Regions from separate parts of the Dromaius novaehollandiae genome. Here region 1 is linked to region 2. The links are chromatin contacts, called in public Hi-C maps. All regions are on one chromosome and are shown on one strand. Each heading gives the region's core, a stretch centred on a gene start, on an enhancer-like site or on the middle of the called end of the contact. The rest is flanking DNA. Distances are from core to core; before and after follow the strand shown. Region 1 holds the start of MRPL19 (mitochondrial ribosomal protein L19). Region 2 has its middle 240 kb from the start of EVA1A.

What was found. A called contact is a pair of places that touch in the nucleus more often than the background predicts.
Region 1: a Hi-C map of liver shows a contact between it and region 2, with 15 times the contacts expected there. The contact joins the promoter of MRPL19 here to the enhancer-like site in region 2. A contact is called at or near these places in 2 of 4 Hi-C or Micro-C datasets (brain and liver).

What each region holds. Positions count from the first base shown.
Region 1 is chr3:8,324,096-8,327,761 of bDroNov1.hap1, forward strand. MRPL19 (mitochondrial ribosomal protein L19) reads left to right here and starts at 2,227. Exons shown (of 6, transcript XM_026092327.2): 1 at 2,227-2,381; 2 at 2,551-2,662. The coding sequence starts at 2,291.
Region 2 is chr3:8,072,975-8,077,042 of bDroNov1.hap1, forward strand. No RefSeq gene overlaps it. Among named protein-coding and RNA genes, the nearest start is that of EVA1A, 240 kb to the right of the region's middle. Within about 2 kb of position 2,512, at least 2 of the 2 cell types and tissues checked have open chromatin away from gene starts, as enhancers often do.

The DNA.
Region 1 (3,666 bases), core at 977-3,476, 250 kb after region 2:
AGGTGCAAAGGTGCACTTGCAGAGACAAAGAATCCAGGCCATACTTACAGGATAGACTTGTTTCCCGGAAAGGAAGGGTTTTGAAATGGCTGGAGGTGGGAGCGTGTCCAGCTGAGTAATGGTTGAACCCGAGCTCTCAATGCAATGTTGTGGCCAAAAGGGCTACCTCAGTGCCAGGTATAAACACAGCTGAACACCATGAGCTATCATATCTCCACATTTGGGATGACTGTGAGCCTTACTGAACTGCTGTGTTCAGTTTTGAGATGAACAGTTCAAGAAGGATACTGAAATATTGGAAAAGACTCCAAAGACTGTAACATGAAGGATGACACTTAATGGAAGACCTTGGCTCACCCCCCAGAGACATATCCCTCTGCCTTTTTAACAGTGCTTAGGCATTAACAAGATATCAAAAAAAAAGAAAACCCTCCGGAAGAGGGATTTTTTTTCAGGTGCCGTACTTAGTGTTGGTGGAGAATTTTTTGTATTTTAAGGGTTAGAGTGCCCCCTTTTGTCACATCCCTGCTCTGATTACTGACTCATTTTTGTGTTAGACCAGCAGATCATCAAGAAATGCCATGACTTGTCTTATGCACACCTTAGCTTCTTCTAACCAGGAGGTAAGAATCCAAACAGCTTATCACAAACTAGAAAATAACTCTTGTCAATGTGAGGGCTTAGGCAGGTTACAAAGTCAGCTGCCACCAACAAATAGGGCCAAAGGGAACATCACAGGCAACACGATTGATCCAATTAGTTCATGAGGTGACACATATTTTGAAGCAAATCCCTGTAAAGTTTAAACAACGGGATGTTATTTATAAGTCTGCCCTCTCTGCATTTAAACCTAGCCTCTCTTTTGCCTCTGTAGCCACTACTTGAATCCAGACTGGCACCTGAGGAAGTCTGACTGGAACAGACATTAAAAGTAGCTCAGTAACACCAATGTATACAATCATTTCTAAACTAATCATGGTGTGATTGCTTGGGCTGTAGGTTACTTAAACTATGGTTACAGCTAACAGTGGTCCAGGAAAATGTAATAGCTGCTCCTTTATATCAGGAAAACACACGGGAGGCAGCATCCTGCTTCTCCAAGCAGTGTAGTTCTGGAAACAGCAGAGTTAGTTCAGGCAGCAGGGCCAGAATTAAGGAACTGTGGTAGAGCCCACCTGGTTTCCACAAGGAGCTTGTATGAGTACGTCCACGCTGTCTTCTCACTGCCACCGATGAGAGCAAAGTCACACTAGAGGCTCCCACTTTGCTTTTTAGCCCCCGCCATGCCGGATGCAGATGGGTCCCACGCAAGGTGCTGCGTTTCCACACACTTACCAGGGCCTGGGGGGCCAGCAGGGTTTGGGGCTCCGCTTGCAGGCTCTGGCCCAGGCCGGGCATGGTGAGGGCCTGACGGGTGCAGGACAACCCGTGCCGAACCGCTGGGCCTGAGGGATCGGAGGCAGGGGCGCAGCGCCGCTCTGCAGGGTCAGGGAGGCCCTGTCCGCTGGTGCCCCGCAGGCCATGGCACCTGCTCCCTTTCCCCCACCTTTGCCTTGGAGCTGGGGTGCTCAGTCCCCATCCTCTCGCTTCCCTCTCCCCCACCCCAAATCTGCTTGCGGCGGTGACATGAGCCGCTTTGCTTTCTGCTCCCTTGGAGGGATGCCTGTCTCCTCAACACCATGGCTCAGCCGCCCACGCTCACCACAGCCACCAGGGCCAATTCCTGCAATGGGGCAGGGGCTGATCCCCATGGTGGGGCAGGGGATGATGCCTGTGGTGAAGTAGGGATCAATCCCAATGGCAGAGCAGGGGATGATCCCCATGGGCGGGAAGAGGCCGATCCCCATGGCAGGGCAGGGGATCGATCCCCATGGCGGGGCAGGGGATGATCCCCATGGCGGGGCAGGGATCCATCCCCATGGCAGGGCAGGGGCAGGGATCAATCCCAATGGAGGAGCAGGGGATGATCCCCATGGCAGGCAGACAGGTGATGCGAGCGAGCAAGGGGCCCACATAGGCCGGGGCACCACAGTGACTGAGCCCGGCCTGCCCCAGCACCCAGGCAGGCATGAAGCTCCCCTCCCCGTCCCCAGGCACACGCTGGGCTGCCCCATGCGGTGGTTTGGGTGTCGAGAAGCCCGTTGGGAAGAGGCGGGAGCTCGGCCGGGCCCCAAGCCCAGCGCCTCCCCGCCCAAGCGCCCACTCCGCCCTTGGGAGTATTTTGGCCCCTTGCGCTCGCCGTAGAGCCCGGCGCGCCTGTGCCGCCAGGCCGGAAGTGGCCGCAGTCGCCATGGCAGCGGCCTGCGGGAGGCTGTGGGAGCGGCCTGCGGCTGCCTTGGCGGGCCTCGCCGTCGCCGTCGCCCGGCCCGCGGCGCCCGGCAGTAAGGACAGCCCGGCCCGGCCCGGCCCGGCCCGTACCCCCTGCCCTGGCCCGGCTCTGCTTTGCAGGGCCCTGGTGCAGGTCTTGACCTGCACCCCTCTTGGGGGGAAGGGATCAGTTCTGCCTGAAAACAGGTTTTTCAGGTTTTTTTATCTTTTTTATCTTTGCAGGGTGTTTTTCTTTCTCGGGGTACCGAAGTAGCAGCGATGGAGAGCCAGCGAAATTCAAGCCGCCTCCAAAGCCTGTCATTATTGACAAGCAGAAGCAGACGGTGGAGAGGAGGTAGGATGTCACGGGGCGAATCACAGCGGGCGATTAAGTTCAGCTCTGCTCTTGGGTCATTGGTGGCGTGAGCACCTCCTGAATGCCCCGAGGCATTACCGCATGAAAATATTTCCTGAGTTCTAGCAGCAACAATTTGTGTTGACGCATGCTTAAAATACCCCAAAACACTGTGGCCTGCAGTTCCCAAAAGTAGCGAAACAGGAAAAAATATTTGCAAGTTTGGTATTAATATTCAGGTTTTCATCTATTAAAGATGTGCCTTTCTAGTATGCCACAAGCTGTTGGGGGCATCAGTCCGGTATCTGCCTTTGCCTCTGGCCCTGAGGTCATCTGTGCACCTGTTGCTGTATGAAATGGAGGCAATATTTACCAGTAATAACCTTTCTGAGACTTCTCTCGTCCTGAGGATTTTGTTTTCACTTGTTTGTGTTGCTTTAGAGCACACACTAGTTAAAACTGCAGTGCTATCTCAGGAAGGAGACTGATGATACAGTATTGTGTATTTCTGCAAATCATGTAGCATGTAAGCAGCCAAAAAATGGAAAGAACATTAAAAATCAGAACTGTGAAATCTTCCACTGTCTCCTTCCTTTTGCATTCATTTCTGATCTGTTAATGGAAATAACTTTAAGAAGTGAAGAGTCTCTGTGGCTCTCCTAAGACATGCAGTGTGGGAAGCAGTGGCTAGGCAGAATAGGGAACTACATTTAAGTAACATATTTTACTCTCCTGAGCCTGTGCAACTTTGCATGAAGATCAAGAGTAGCCCTCATGTTGTTTACAGTCTGTGCAGCTGCCTGGAGGCAGCAGCACTGACCAGGGCCTCTGTGTTGCCACATGCATTGCTTTGTGCTTCCCCCACAACCCCCTCAGGTTTGTAAGGCAGGCTTGCGTTAGTACTTCTTTTCTCAGCTCCTCTGAGGTCAACGTTCATTGCTAGCTTAAAAAAAAGTCTGGAAAAATCCCTTGTGGATAATAAAAAATCAGTAACTGCATGAACT
Region 2 (4,068 bases), core at 1,262-3,761:
TAGCTTTCCTGCTCTGTTTTGTTAGCACAAAACTGGTGAAGTGCTTTGTCCATTTTTGTTTGCTCTACACCGAGTCTGGGAGTTCAGAAAAAAATACTTAATTTTCCTCTCCCACAGATGGTGTGTTGTGTCAGTTCCCCATTTGTATGTGTCAGTGAGTATTTTAATCTAGATTGCAACCTGGGAAAATACAAAGCAAAAAAGTAAATTAGATTTCATCCAAGTTAATTCTTCTCTCATTTCCTCCAGTTTTACAGCACTGACATTAACAGTTAACTTTTGATTCACGTTGGTACAAGTGAGAGAAAAATAGGCCCTTGAAGGTTTGGCTTTAATTCCAAACAGCTGGCCAGAAAAAAGGTGGACTGGGAAAATCCTATTTTCCAGGAAAATGAGAACTCGCAAAGCCATTAGCTGTTCCTAAAGATATCTGTTTTAATGCATTTCTTTAGAAGTATCATTAGTAATTCCTGCTGAATCTAAAATCCATTGTGAACGACCGACTTTCTCAAATTGGTAAGGTAGTTAAAAAGCCCAGGATGGACTAGAAGACACACACATTTAACTAGAGATCTCACACTTTTAATCTTACCCACTTTTCAGGGAATTTGTTTATTGTCATGCTACTGAAATAAACAAACTAATACCACAGACACAATTTAACAATTAAAAACATGGACTTTATTCTTTATAAGCTAGGAAATGGTTTCTCACACATTGTGTCAAAGTTGCAGCTTTCGCAGTCTGGTAACTTGCTGAAAATTGCTGTTAGCTCTTAATAAGACCTGGGGGAACAGAGTAATTTGCTGTGTTGATTAACATGCGTTAAGCAGAGAGACAATAATTCTCTTGTAACAGAGGCTGTGATTTACCAGATAAGAGCATGATCAACGAGGGACGCGGGTCTGCTTCGATGCACACATCCACTTTATGTCCTCATCTTTCATGGCCACTTTGGATGCTCAATACCTTTCAGTTTCACACCACATTTATTTAGATGCTGCACATGTGTGTCAGTGCCTGCTGTTAAGCACTGGATTTTGATATTCTCCACTCTCCCTGGTATCGCTTTCCCGCAGCAGTGGTTTCCGCGCTATGGATCTCTGGGTGTCCAGGACTGCTTCTTGGGGGTGTTGCCATGATTTATCTCCCCTGTGCTCCTGATAGTCCGCATTAACACATCTTAGAGCGTTTTTTTTCCTGGAGTGGCCACTATTTTGCGTGCTGGTCAGGAGCCACCTATTACACAGGGCACGCACACAGCTCAGTCCACATAAGTTAACTTTTGGGGTTTTGCTAATAGAAACCATTCACAGTAAAGCTGTCAGGGTGCTGTTTCCTGGCCAGGCTTAGATTTACAGAGGCAAGAAGGGGAATATGAGTGTCGCCTTCCTCCCTTCTCCCCTCTCAGGGCCCAGGTGCCCGTCCCGTGCCATGGGGTCTCCTGTGCCGTCCTGGCCCCATCAAGGACAAGTGGAGCCTCCCAAGCAACCCACCAGCATGGGGTCTAGCAGGAGGAGGTGCTGCTTTTCCCATTACAGAGCCAGGGAACCAACTCCCGAGCATTTCCCTGAGCCAAGCTCAAGGATTTTCCATATGGAGCTGCCTGCCAGGGCCACGCTGGAGGTGGGTGGCAAACACGGCAACACCTGCAAACCCGCCACATTTTGCAAGCCAGCAGGGAAGCAGCCCAGAGGCAGGAGAGCCTCTGAGGCAGCAAGCACTGTTATTGCAGCAGGCACGCATGCATGAAACATGGGAAAGCTCAGGGTTTGCGTAGGCTCTAGCAGGTGCTGGCAGCCCAACACGGGTGGGGAGTGGTGAGAAAATCACCCTCGCCATACCAGAGTTGGCCACAGCTGTGAGTGGAAGCAACCACTGCAGCACACACTCAAAACCACATCAGCAGATGCGCATCCAAAAGTCAGGTACCTTGTGCCATTTTGCTCTTTTTTTTCTGCCTTCCCCTTTCATCCCCACATGCCAGAGGAGGAGACAGAGCGTTGGCTCTCATCCGCCTTTCTAACCCTGAGAGCTGGAGATGGAAACAGATTTCCCTGGCAGCACCTTGTTTCTTTGGCCATCAGCAAGCCACATATCATGCGCTCCCTCTTGTGATGGAAATAAAGAAGAAGAGCTCCATCAGTGAGTTATATTATCTAAAGGGTAACATTTTTCAGTGTTTTTATGGCATACTGGCACTGTTTTGCAACCTTTTACGTACTATGGGAGCATACTAGAGTCCTTCTGGTCTGGTGTGTCCCCACAGCCACCAGCGGGCTGCCTGAGGAGCAGGGTACCTGGTTAGATACGGCTTGCATGTGGTATACATTAGTAAATATGGTGTTCTGGACCCAACTGGAGCCCCCGTGGCTCCTTAATATTGAATTCGTTGTGGCGAGAGCAAAAGACACAGCTGGTTTTGTTCACCGTGCAGTCTTTCCTCTGTAGTAGACTCTTTAACAGATCATGCAGAAATGCTGGGCCCTAAATCTTTCAGGCAACCTGTGGGAATTGCCAAACTCCAGATCCAGACCTTATCACTCAGGCTGCTCACTTCCTATGCGCTACAGTCCATTAACGCCGCTCCCCTCCGGTTCTTCACACGTTCAGCTCAACACCAGTAACGAGCTGCCCAGCGGATTTCATTGCTTTCCCTGGTTACTCCGTCATCTGCTAAATGTCTTACCTAAAAGATTATGCAATTCAAAAGCCAAAAATAACTTCTTTCCCTGTATTCTGTTCTTTGCGGTTTTACAGTTGGCTGATACATAGCAAAGTCTGGGACCTGGGGATGGAGCGCAGTTAAAACTGAATTTAGGCAGCAATTATTCTTTTCCTCTATAAAAGAGCCACACAGGGAGGGACCATATTTTCTCACCTTTGTTTGGCTTGTGTTCGAATTCCAAGGGGGAGAGAGGATGTGTCTGTGCCTCAGCAGTGCCTGGAAAGCAGGTTGATATTTTTTCATTTAAATCACAGTTCATACAACCCTGCGGTGAATGAGCTGCTACCTGAGGGCTCACAGCCTCCATGCAGCCATGTGTTTCTGGCTGCATAGCCAAATGCCTCCTTGCTCCTAAAATATTTGCAAGTGTTCTTAGAGTGAGAAAACGGACTGTTAAGAAAATGACTGCAAGATGTGAACTTCCAGTTCGTAGTGTCCACAGAACTGTCTTTTTCGCAGCTCTCAAATGCTAGCAGAGTTGGAGTTGGTTAATACAGACATGGGCAACCTCCAAGGAAATCTGGAGGCATTCAGTAGGGGAGGCTTCCTCATTCAGAATTGAACTGAAATCTCAGGAGAAGGTGGAGCAGCTGAAAAGACATAATTTTTCCTTAGGAAAATTCTCACAATTTCTTTTTTCTTTTTTTCCAGACCTTTTCAGGCTGAAAATACAATGTTTTAAATTTCATAATGGAATAGAAATTCTCCAAAGTGTTTCCCTTTGAACAGCTTTGAAGCTAATGCTCTCTGATATACTTCACATCAGTAACACAGAAGCATTTCATTTGGGGTTTTGTTTTCTTTACTCTTCACTTTGCTGGCACCCAACCAATCCAAAATCATGCAGGAATACATGGGAAACACTAGCAGGAAAATGGAAGAAAAGCTTCAAAATCAAAAACATCAGTAATAATTCAAAATAAAGATAATACTTAAAAAACTAACTGGATTTCAGGACATTCTCCCAAGCATGATTATACCACTTTTTAATGCTGGTAATCCTTCAGACAGCTTCAGGAGGATTTAATAGGAAATTGCCTTTCTGAAGAACACACATTCATATGACATGTAAGACAGTTCCTCGTAATAAATATCCCTTTGAGAACTCCTGGCACATTTAGCTTATGTAAGGGCATCTGAATTCAGCCATGGGAAAGAGATGGGGCTCCAGTAATGTTTTAGTAATGATTTACTATGAGTTTTTTCAGATTGCTTAGATACTTAGAAACTGGGAACCACACACACACAGACACCCACATGCAGAGATGCCTTCAAACCCTGTAGACAGAAAGAAAACAAAACAAAACAAAACAAAACAAAAGAGAAAAGAACCTTCTATG